Linked DNA regions of Gossypium hirsutum: region 1 is linked to region 2. The links are chromatin contacts, called in public Hi-C maps. All regions are on one chromosome and are shown on one strand. Each heading gives the region's core, a stretch centred on a gene start, on an enhancer-like site or on the middle of the called end of the contact. The rest is flanking DNA. Distances are from core to core; before and after follow the strand shown.

Region 1 (6,271 bases), core at 1,744-4,243, 230 kb before region 2:
ATACACGTTGATTCATAGATCCATTAGCAAACTTCTCAATGATTGAGAAGATGAACTAGACAAGAATTTCAGAAATATCAGAATACATGTTCCTTTATTAAATTGATGTACAGGACTAAAGAAAAATGCCATGAAAGTATACACAAATAACACTACAAAAATTTTAATGGTATATTATCATTGGTCATATTACCTGTAGCCTTGCTCTTCTCTCTTCTTTCCTTTGTGCCACTGCAACATAAAGTGGTTTGCTAACAACCATTTTACCATTCATCTCAGCAAGCTGTAGATGTGTAGCAACATGTTTTACATTATGATCTACACTGGGATGACCACCCAAAGTAAAAAAGAAACCAAACTTACAGCACGAGAGGCTTCTTCAGGAGTGGAAAATGCAACAAACCCAGAGCCCTTACTAATTCCATTAGGGTCACGCATAACCTGTAAAATTTTGAGGAGCAAAAGGGTAATAATATAAATATCAAGAGAAACAAGATTGCACTAGTTAGCATCAACAATCAAATAACCTAGAAGCATTTTACCAAACCTTGCAAGAAGTAATGTTACCAAACTCTGAAAAAAGTTCCTTCAATGTTTCATCACCAATACTATCATCTAAGTTTTTAATGTATAAATTTGCACCCTGAGATTTATCTGCAGCTTCCTTCATAGTTTGCTCAAATTGAGCTTTTAGCTCATGCTCTCTTTCAGATTTTTTCTGGGCTTTTCCAACATACCATTCTTTATCGTCAAATTTCTTTCCATTAAGAGCCTCAACAGCTTTAGCAGCATCATCAGCATTTTCGAAGTTGACAAATCCAAAACACTTAGACTTCCCATCTGCATCCCTCATAACTACGGCACTAGTAATTTCACCATACTCACCAAAAATTGTTTTTAAGTCTTCATCTGTTGTAGACTTGGAAAGATTTTTCACATAAACATTATTGAATTTGGCCTTATTCAATGCAGTCTCTCTTTCCTGTTTTCTAAGGAAATGTCCTACATAGACCTGCTTGTCATTAATCAGCATACCATTTAATTTGTCGATTGCATTTTGAGCAGATTCTTCATTGTCAAATTGTACAAAACCATAGCCCTTAGATTGGCCAAAACTATCAGTAGATATCTTGCAAGAAAGAATGTTGCCAAATGAAGAAAATGTATCATGTAATGCTTTGTGGTCAATAGACTTGTCTAGATTCTGCAGTGAAACCAAAAAATCAAAGTTATAGTTAAACATTAAAAGCCAACATTTTTCAACAGACAAATTATGCATACATGAAAACCATTACAGAAAATAGACCGATGGAAGTCAAAGAAATGAAGGAAGTTTCGTGTGAAAGGTGAAAGTACAAAGTTTAACAGGCAGGAGCAAGAGTCCTACAAAGGTAAGGAACAGCCAACCAAAATTACCATTTTTCTGATTTAAAAAGAAAAAAATATCCTTGGAGTGAAATAGAAATCCAAATGGAGGAAAGGGAAAAAAAAGGTAAAAATGGAAAACACATCAATACCTTGATAAATATGTTTGCGGTACCAGTCTTACGAAGACTAGGATCACGCTGAGAATACATGACTCGGATAGGCTTATTATTCAGTGGTGTGAAATTCAGTAGATCCATTGCCCTAGCCGCTGCAGGCAAAAATAACAAAAAGACACCGTCAATTAACTTGAACAATTCCAACGAAAGAACTGATTCTCCCACATGATAATTATCCCACATCATTTATTTTTTTTTAAAGTTATTTAGTAACGCAGAAGTTCAAGCAACTCATCGAAATGCCAGGCAAAACTGGTAAAACACTCAAACATCAAAGCTCAAAACTTGTTTGAGAAATATTCTTATATCTACAAATTGCAAGCAATTTGTGCAATCCTGAAGCCAAGTATATATCTAAGGTCGGTACTTCAACTTCAATTATAGTTACAGTTACTGAAGACATTCCAATTTAGCACAAAAGGAAATCGGCAAATTGCATAAATACAATAATACACCTAAAATTCTAATTAAATTACTTTAGGGAAGTAATCAAGAACTGAACATAATGTCATCAATGCAGGACTTTTCTTTCCCTTTAAAAAGAAATTTTCAATTATGTATTATGAGAAAAGCTTTGTTAAAATAATGAATAAATAATCCTTAAATAATGCCTAGATAGCGGATCCGTTCAAACAGCATCTACAAATCCTTAATACATCAAAGTTATCAAATAACCGTATATTGATAATGATTACCAAAATTCAATAAACTCTGTTCACATTGTAGAATAATTCTCAATCAAACTAACTACGCCGAGCAGCCTTAAATTATTAAATTACTAGAAAAAAAAAACTAATCTTTTACAGTCAAGTAGAAGTCTAACCATCGCGAAGGTTGTTATAATTGACATAGCCATAGCCAAGAGAGCGGCCGCTCGCCAAGTCCCGGCAAACCCTTACTGATGCGACCGGAGCCACCTGGCTAAACAGTTGGTAAAGCTGCTCATCGGTAACGGTAACATCAAGATCCCCGACATAGAGAGACGTAAGCATGAATTGCGCTCCTCCGGCAGCTCCCGGGGCCACGCCATTTGGACCGGAAACCGCCGCCTGATGCTGAACCTGAATCTGCGCCATCCTCAAAATAAACTAGCCCTAACTCTCCTAGATCCTTCTCCTTTTTTCGGATTTTTTCCTTTTTTTTGCTTCCCTCTCCTATCTCTATTAAATCAAAACTATAGAGAAAAAAAGGATTTTAGAACTAAAGTTCAAAATATGTGGGAATTTTTTTTTTGGTGTTTTGGGGAATGAAGAGGAGAGGGAGTGATAAATAGGGATAGAATCGTCGGAAATCCGGAGGAGAACCGGACGGAAGACAACGCCGACGGAGAATATATGAGTTTTGGGGTAAAAATAGATTTTTTTTTAAATAATAAGAAAGGTTTTGGGGGAGGAGGGCAGAGAAACTGCACCGCACCGGCGAAGAAGGAACTGTGTCGTTTTTATAGGTAAGACAGTTTGAGAAAAGTTAATATCCGCCGTCTGATCCTTTTAATGGAAATCAGATCTTAGCCGTCTGACAAAATCAGGGTGCTTGCGTGACAATGGGCAGTGAAATTACACGTGGCAATGTCAGCCGTCAACGGTTATACCAAGTTTCTTCCTTTTTGTGTTTTGTTTACGTCATCAATCTTATTCTCAAACTCAAACGCTATTTTGTTCGATAATTTTAATGCTTTCTTTTAGTTAATCAGCATTTTGAGAAAAAAAAACTATAAATTCTATTATCTTTTAATATATCCTACAGATAATTATTGAGAATTTTAAAAAAGTCAACGGACGATATTTTGAAATGATTTGTTAGAACTGATAAGATAAGATAGAGTAAAATTTTAAATACATATAAATTGTTTTTATAAAAAAATTCACTGTAAAAATATAAAACCGAACTCTGTTATTTTGCGCAATGCGTGTTGTTTTGACTTGGCCAATTAGTTGTGCCGTTTGTTTTGTTTGTTTTTAATTGGAGTCTTCTAATAAACCATTTTTAGTTGTATTTCAACTCTGTTTATCTTGTAAATTAGGGTGTAGTACTCCCCTTTTTATAATAAAAATATTAGTAAATCTTGGGCCAAAGTTCTAAAAATAGAACGGATGGTTTTTTATTTTCTTCTTTTTGATTTTACATATTTATTATTTAATTATTTTTTAAATATTATATTTTTAATTATAATAATTAGAGTAAAATAATATTTTTTATTTTAGTTGTTACACATAATTAAAATATATTAACTTTTTAATTCAAATGTTATAATAGAAAATTTTAAATAATGATTAAGGTACTTTTAACGTATTCAATATATAATATAGTTTTACTTTATGTAATTAATGTAAAGTAATAGTATTTAAAATAATAATTAATTAATTAATTAATTAATATAATTAACCTTAATATTATTTAAATGATAATTAACCCTTCTTTTTAATAAAAAATAATATTACTTTAAAAGTGTTTTTATCTTATAGAAATATCAATGGGCTCTACAGTACCATCGGCTTTGGAACGACCGGCATCTTCTATCCCTTCGTAGTTGGAGAGGGTGACAAAAAAAAGTAAAGAATAAAGAGGATTCTACGTTGGTGAATGATGATCAAGATATGCCTGAAGCCTCTGTGGGAAAGTTATCTTATAAAGATAAGTTGACGGCTAATGGAGGGGGGATGTTGTAAGTGCTTGGAGTTTGGTGGATGAGATTGAAGTTTTGCCGGAGGATGTGATTATTAACCGGGGGAAAACTATTGGATATAGAGCTCTCATTAGTCGGTTAAAACTTCTTTGGTTGCCGCTTGGGAGATTGCAACTAGTTGATTTGGAGCATGATTATTACCTGGTTAAATTTAGTGATGCTGGGGACTATGAAAGGGTGTTGTTAGATGGTCCATGGATGATTTATGGCAGTTATTTAACCGTGAAGCCATGGAGTCGGGACTTCTCAACAAGGAAATCACATCCATCTCACGGTCTGGTTTGGGTAAGACTTATTGGTCTTCCATATCGCTATTATATAAAAGGGTTGTTCCGAACACTAGCAAATGAAGTTGGACATATAGTCAAAATTGACTATAACACGTCTGGAGGGAGAAGGGGGAGGTTTGCTCGTATGGCAATTGTTGTTGATCTGAATAAACCTTTACTTTCCTGTATTGTATTGATGGGTTTATTCAAATAATAGAACACGAGGGGCTGCCCTAAATTTGTTTCGGGTGTGGCTGTTAAGGACATATGCAAGAGGCTTGCGCATAGCAAAAACTAGTTGAGGCAGTGGCACCGAGTGGAGTTGAAAGGGAGAGTATGGGTACTGGTGCACCTGATTCGAATGTCGAGTATGCGAATAATGGAGGATTGTTTGGCCCTTGGATGGTGGCGAATACACGTCGAAGAAGGTTGTCGAAAACCCCCAGTGATGCAACCAGAGTGAAGGAGAAGAAGACATAATTGGCAACTGCGAATAAATCGCGATTTGAGATTCTATCTAACGTTGATATCTTGGAGTTTACAAGGATGAATCCAAGTTTTGAGGAAGAAATTGCTGAAGAGGATAATACGGATTGTTCTGGAAAAATTGAAGGATATTCAGCTCAAAGAAGTTAAAAAGGAAAGGAAAAATAGGACAAATAGATGTTAATAACAGAAAGGGTGCACGGTTCAGCCCTCAAAGAGAAAGGTTGGTGGGGAATAGGATAAATACAAGTGTGGGGCATACGATTAATGCAAATAAAAAAGAAAATGTTAGTGAGGGTACTAGTGATGAGAGTCCAAATGTGAGTGGGCCTGGACAGACTATTGTGGACATGGGGGTTTCCCTTCCAAGCAGTCATAAAGCAATGATTATCGTGGATGAGAGCCTTGATATGCATGACATGAGGCAAGACAAAATCTGCTGGCAAATAGGCAACCAAACCAGAATCTGAAGGAAAATATGGCAAAGGGTTTAAAAAAAAAAAAAAGAAATCGCAGTACAAGTCCTACTGCTATTCAAATGTACCAAAAATTAACTTTACAAAAAATTTACAACATAATTAATAGAATGTTTGTGGATTATAAAAGTGTTATTGTGGACTCATCCATCAGCTCAGTCAATTTGTACATGGACGCGTCATTTATTAATTTTCTATTTGTATTGGTTTAGCGCCCGTCATGCTACTCCACCATGCTCCTCTAGTCTCACCCTTGGAACTTACCTTTTCGTCCTGCATTAATCACAGAAAATGCCTTTCTTGGTTCAAAATTGTTAGGGAAATTTATAGATATTTCATAACACGCTTTCCCTAGACTTTCCTTACTACCTCATTCTGCATGTGACCACATTTGAAAATTTCAGTCTCACCATTGATTCTCAATATTAGTTCATTCTTTTCTAAGTCAATAGTGGACCTAGATGTAGCTAAGAATGGTCGTCTTAGCAGAATGGGATATTACGGTCTTCTTCAAAATCCAAGATTACGAAATCTACCGGGATGATAAAATTGTGCACTTTAACCAACACATCTTCGAGTACTCTTTTCGGTTGTATCAAAGATCTGTTAGCTAACTGTAGTGTGATATATCTATTTCTGAGCTCCCTTAACCCGAGTTTTTTATAAATTGATAGAGGCATTAAATTAATATTGGTTCCTATGTTACATAGGGCCTTACTAAAATGAATACCCCCTATCTCTATTGGGATTGTAAAACTCCCTGGGTCTTTTAATTTTAGGGGTATTTGTCTTATGATGATTGCACTACAG
Region 2 (6,389 bases), core at 2,808-5,307:
AAGTGCCAAAATGAAATGTGGTTGACAAGTCTAAAAGGCCTGGTAATCTAGAGCTGATGGACCCAAAACATGTGGAACAAACCATCATCAGCACATCATACCTCTCTTCAATAAAATTTTGACATATAACACCCTCATTAATGCAAAGTTACATAGACTTAGGAATTGCAAAGTTGGTTACATCGTGCATATTCTACACACACCTCAAGTTAATCTTCATTGAAAACTCTAGAAATAAGAAAATTTAGAAAAAAAATTATTCCAATTACCAAAAGCTACACCAACAAGTATCTCCTTCGCTAAAATAATGGTTCTATCTTTTTAAGCTCACCTTTTAAGGCCTCGCCTATTTAGGCTTGCTCTTTCCTTTTTCAAGTCTCATCTCTCCAAGCTCACCTTTTCAAGCTCACCAACAATAATTTGATACACTTCTTCTAAAAAAGACACCTCGTTAAAAAAACATACCTTGGGGAATGTAACTTTATAGTTTTACCTTCGACTAGGGGAGGCAATTGTTGACATGAAGGACCTTACCAAGTCAACCGCTTGGACCAAAGAAAGGCTTGCTTGCATAAGGGCACACCTAATTGAAGGCTTCTATAAGCTTGGATAGTGAACCATTTCTAGATCACACTAGTCAGAGGCTTTTCCTACCACATTTAATAAAGTCAACCATAACTTAATTGTTGACTCTACAAAGTATATTCAAATCACATCCTATTCTTTCCAAGTAGAGTCTCTAAGCCTTAATATCAACAGATCATGACCTTACTTACAGTAAGACACCTATCCAAGGGGTTCTACGCTAAGCTCATCATCTATATAAACCCTATGCGTCTCTAAGAAGATTGCATGTTACGTCATTAGTATCGACGCTATGATCATACTCTATGCGAATAACCTCTAACATCTAGTATCACATCTTTAATCAACAATATGGAAGCTAAAAAAATTATTTTTTTTCTTTTTCTTTCATTTTAAATAGTCATGTTTTTTTTAATTTAATAGTTGTTTCACTGAAAATAAGTTATTAATTAAATTATCCATTATTTTTCATTTAACATCTCATCATTAGAAAATTATCCACTCTTTTATTAAACATCATTACTTTTTAAAATAAATATTATATATAATATTATTTTTCACTTACAATGCCAGTGTAGTACTACATAGTAATAACCGTCTTCTTTTCAACATTGAATTAATATATAATACCAAACTCAACAATTTAAAAAAAATATTAGAGGTTATACAAATAGCAAACTTTCGGATTGTATTCGGTATTCTCAAATTTCCCTCGAAACCCCAACATTTAATTTATTAATAAAAATGTTTTATCATATTTTCAAAATCGTGAGATGGATTCGCCGTACCTGTATGATAATTTAGGGTACATAAAAAAAAATCAAATCCCCCTCCAATGACGACAAAACTAAAACGTATTAACATTTTCCCACGATAAAAACTCCTCCCAAACTTTACATAGGCAGACATGATTATGTTCCTAATCTTATATTCCTTTTAAATATATATCACATGTAAGGCTGATTATTACTTTGCTTTTAGTTTCTAGTTTCTTTCTATTTTCTCACCTTCTTTCTTTCTTTATGGGCAAATCAAAATTTTCTTCTAAGTACTCTCCGCATACAATTACTATTGAAAGCACATACCAACCGGGAACCTCAGTTCTTTCTCTTTTCTTTCTTTGAGGGGTTAATATTTATTACTTAAAATTTTCTCTTTAGTCTTAAATAAATTATTTGTATTTATGTTTTAAGCCTATTAAACATTTTAATTTACCCATGAAAAGTTCTTATTTGTTTGATTAATGAAGTGTTGCATTGTAATTAATTATTAATTAATTAAATATTAAATATTTATTTTAAAATTATGGGTTATAGTGTGGTAGTTATTCGCCTTATCTTTTAACTATAAAGTGGGAGTTTGATTCCCGATCATGAAATATGACGGAAATGAAACATATTTCATGTTCAATTATTTACGTATTTAGAAAATACCACAACGAGAGAATTAATCATTATAATTGATAGTAAACACCTTAATTTTGATAAAAATATTTATTTTTAAATTATATTATTATGTAATTAAAATCGAAAAAGATATGCTCAAAATTAGATTCATGATGAACATGTTGAATACGACAATTTTACAGCAATAATTTGTAGTATTAATTTTAGTTAATTAGTGAAATATATAATAATATATTCTTCAACAATGATAATGAAAGATGGAAAGAAGAAATATGCGCATGATTGTAAAATTACAGTTGTATTTTGTCTGCATGTCATTAATAATATAATACAAATGTACATGAAAATTTTATCTCGATTTAAGTTATTGTTTAATAATAAAAGTTTTATTTAAATTTAATTGTAAAATAATTAACATAAAATATTTTTAATATATTTTAATTATGATTTAGGGTTTTATCCCGATTCAAATTGGTACAGGTAAACAAAGTTCAAGTTAGAGTATTGTTCGTGCTATGATTGTGTCTATGTTTAAACATAAAATGAGATTTTTTTTTATACAAAAATAGTTTTAATTTGAGAAGAAATCAAAGCCAAAAATATAACTTAAACTTATTTAATTTTTTTTCAAAAAAAATTGGGATAATAGCTACGAATGAAATGACGGGTAAATATATTATAAAAGTTTTTGTATTAGGAGTCAAATTGTATTTTTTTTCTTTATTAAAAATAGATAGATCAATCGTTATTTGTTAGATTAAAGAGTAAGTTGATTTTTCTGTAAAAAATTTTCATCTATTTTTATTGTTAAAAATTATCACTGTATATTAGCATGAGATACATATGACACACAAAGTATTACTGTCTTAATATTTTGCCAGCTATACGAGTTTTTAATAGTACAAATAGATAAAATTTTAACAAAAAATCAATTTACTCTTTCCTTAATGTACATAGATTAAATTTACTTATTTTTTTAATAAAAAATACTTTATAGTAATTTTACCTTCATGGTGAGAAAAACAAAAGCTGAGCAATGATTCAACAAAGGCAGCAACGAATGAAGTGTCCTAGAATTGGACCAAAAACCACCTAACAAAGACCAGAAAAATTGCAGCTCATCAAAACTGAACTTAAAATCCCATTGTCTTATTCCACTTTCAGAGAATAAGGGTTGGATTGACCCAATCATTAAATTACATGCATGTATGTTCATGAAAAAAATATTTTATTTTGGAAATTCAAATTTTATGCAAATACTTGATCAGATTTTAGGACACTTGCTGTCCTATGAATGGACAGTCAAAATTTATCAAATGGGTGGAATGTTTGTAATAATTACAAACTTCTTTCTTCCTTAGCTAATGAAAAATAAGGGTTAATTTGTATCAGTTTTGTTTTGTTTTCGTTCTAGAAATTCATAAAATGAGATTTTTAATATCACAAAAAACAACAGCTCAATATGAAAATATAAACTATTTCAAAATTTATATAAAGTGATTGATTAAGTTATTGTTATAAGTTAACTTAACATAAATTCATATGTAAAATTATTAAAATATTTTTAATTTAAAGAGTAATTAATATTATTTTAAATATCTTTTCATCTTTTCATCTTTTGATATAATTTTTAAATAAAATAACTAAAACATATTTAAGAATCGAACAAAGGATCAACAATTCATATAAAAAATCTTTTCGCTCCACTACTAATTATTTATTGATATATTTATATAAATATATTTTTAATATAAAATATTTTCGTTCACTCACATTATAAATATGATAAAATATAGTATTTATTTACATTTGCATGTTTCATGTAAAAGAAAAGAAGTGTATGAATATGAGTAATTAAAAAAATTATTTGAAATCACTTTCGATTTCAATAGAATTAATCTTAAACTTTAAAACGGATATGAAAGTTGTGATTATACAAAAGAAATTACTTTGAATTAAAAAAGTATTTATTAAAATATTATAATTAAAAATGAATAATGAATGTGTACGCAGATGAAAGGTATAGAATAGAAGGATAGTCGGATATAGATAACAGGAGTGGATCCCACACAGTGGAAGAAACGGTGGGAAGGCATGATTAGAAAGACAATGGCATCATCTGCACGTGTCTATGGACCACATTCCATCATCATAAAAAAAGTAGAGTTATATCATAACTCATTTTACTTTATTTAACTAAAAGTAAAACATACTGTTGTTTTACAAACCCTAACTACCATACCCTAATATATTGAGAATAATAAATATATCAAAATAAAATTCAAACCATAGCATTTACTTCCGATTCAATTAATCTCATGAGTTGATCCCACATAAGTGAGTTGAAAAATGTCTAAAAAAAATTTATTGAAGAAGTCGAGGGTTTTTTATTTTGTATTTTTATTAAAATTATAAAAAATACAATTTAAACCTAAAATAAATGATTATATAAGATTTGAACATATGATATTAAAATCTTAAAGCTTTGTGATTTGAATCAAAATCTCATTTAATTTTTATAAAAATATTTTTATATAATTTTTTCATTTAATTCTATAAATATTTATGTATTTGAAAGAACCATGCTTCTAGTATCACACATTTAGATATATTCAAAGACCAGTGACTTGCCTGGCTTTATTATCCGATTCACCTTAGATTAAATTTGAGTAAAATTTTCTTAACGATGAACTAGCTTGACCCGATCTAAAATAAAATTAAATAACTTTAAGATCATTATTATCTAACTTTAATTAATGTTAATATAAAACCATTCGTAACATATTTCTTAAACAATAAAATGGATCATTGGTTGGGTTCAGTTAGGCCGAGCTTAGACTCAAGGTTAAAATTCTTTTTAAAATCAAATCTTAACTTGACCTAACCTAACCCATGATCACCTTGACATGTACATTACACGCGATTTTATGCGTTTAAATTTTGTGATTTAAACTAAATAGTGTTACTTTAAGTAAATAATGCAAAGTAACATTAATTAGTAAGCATAATTAAAATATATCAATTAATTTGATAATCAAAATATTATAATAATAAAATAATTCTTAATCATTTTAAAGTATTTTTATAGGACAAGATTTTTGACATATTGTAAATTAATACTCCCTACTCCTCATTTTTATATTTTTAATAATAAATATAACTATATTAATTCGTAGATAATATATACATAATATAATATATTAGCTTATATTATATAAATCTATTATATACAATTTTATATGAAATATAAAATTATATAACATATGATATTTAAAACTAAAATAATGTAATTCTTGCGTAGTTAATAAAAATAATACTTTAAATATAAGATAATTCAATATAAATTTTAACCATTTTATGTATTATGATATTAATTCATTTAATAAAGTTTTTTTTGACAAAATCTAAATTCTAATTTATAAGTTTTTATGTATTATGATATTTATTCATTCAATAAAGTTTTTATTGACAAAATCTAAATTCATTTAATAAATTTAATTAAACAAACATTTTAATAAAATTATAATTTTTATTTAAAAATGTGATAAATCTTTATCATAATAAAAAAATATATTTAAAACTACAAAATCAATAATATAATAAACATTCAAGATGGTGTGTTTATACTAGGAAATATTTTTAATTTTGTGCTTATCAATTTTAATCACAAAGAGAAAAATGAAATATTAAAGAAGGAGAAAAAGGGTCATCTACTCCCACTTTAGCCAAAGATTTCACATTTCTAAGCTCTTAGTATATCGTCTTGCTTGGAAATCTTTTCAGCTTGGGAAATTGATAGAAGAGGATGGAGTGAGAAACTGTTTGTGTTACTGCTTTCAACCATGATAAAATAAAAGCAAAATTAAGGGCATGCAGCAATTGTTCAGATTGAAATATATTACCAACTAGAGATTTAGATGGGTGATTAGGTCATGCAATTAACTATACAAAATGAAATTTACTATAACGCCTCTAATCCGTTCTTGATATCGAGAAAGATAGTAGTGTATATAAGAAAGAAAGGGAAATGAAGAACATGATCGCATGGGTGAGAAAATGGTCATGTCGTGTAAGGGAAAGTAGGTGCAAATGTGCAGGGAAAAGAGAGGTTGAATTCCGAAGCGAATATCAAATGGATGACAGTCCAAGCACAGTTGGAATTGATGGCACTGAAACATCCTCACTAAACAAACTTTTCCCCTTTTACTCTTTCTTTGCTTTTCCTTCCTCCTATCCCAAACCCCTTTTTTCTTATTCTCCTGTATTTTTTGTTTTAACCTCTTTGTGGCGTTCCCACAAACTCAAAAGAAAAGTTAAAAATCTTGACCTCTCACACTCCTTAAAAGTTTAAATGTCTGTTTCCCATGTCTACCTTCATTCTTCTAACTTATTGCATTA

Evidence for each region. Hi-C and Micro-C count contacts between places; a contact is called where the count stands out from the background.
Region 1: a Hi-C map of hypocotyl shows a contact between it and region 2, with 1.6 times the contacts expected there. The contact joins the promoter of LOC107922144 here to the enhancer-like site in region 2. A contact is called at or near these places in 3 of 34 Hi-C or Micro-C datasets (anther, hypocotyl and petal).

Annotation. Positions count from the first base shown.
Region 1 is chrD01:21,484,909-21,491,179 of Gossypium_hirsutum_v2.1, reverse strand. It overlaps LOC107922144 (polyadenylate-binding protein 2), which reads right to left and starts at 2,993. Exons shown (of 9, transcript XM_016852014.2): 1 at 2,368-2,993; 2 at 1,518-1,636; 3 at 548-1,204; 4 at 364-441; 5 at 194-283. The coding sequence starts at 2,620.
Region 2 is chrD01:21,255,154-21,261,542 of Gossypium_hirsutum_v2.1, reverse strand. No RefSeq gene overlaps it. Among protein-coding and RNA genes, the nearest start is that of LOC107921114, 16 kb to the right of the region's middle. Within about 2 kb of position 4,057, at least 2 of the 9 cell types and tissues checked have an H3K27ac peak or open chromatin away from gene starts, as enhancers often do. A contact at or near this core is called in hypocotyl, where this site is marked.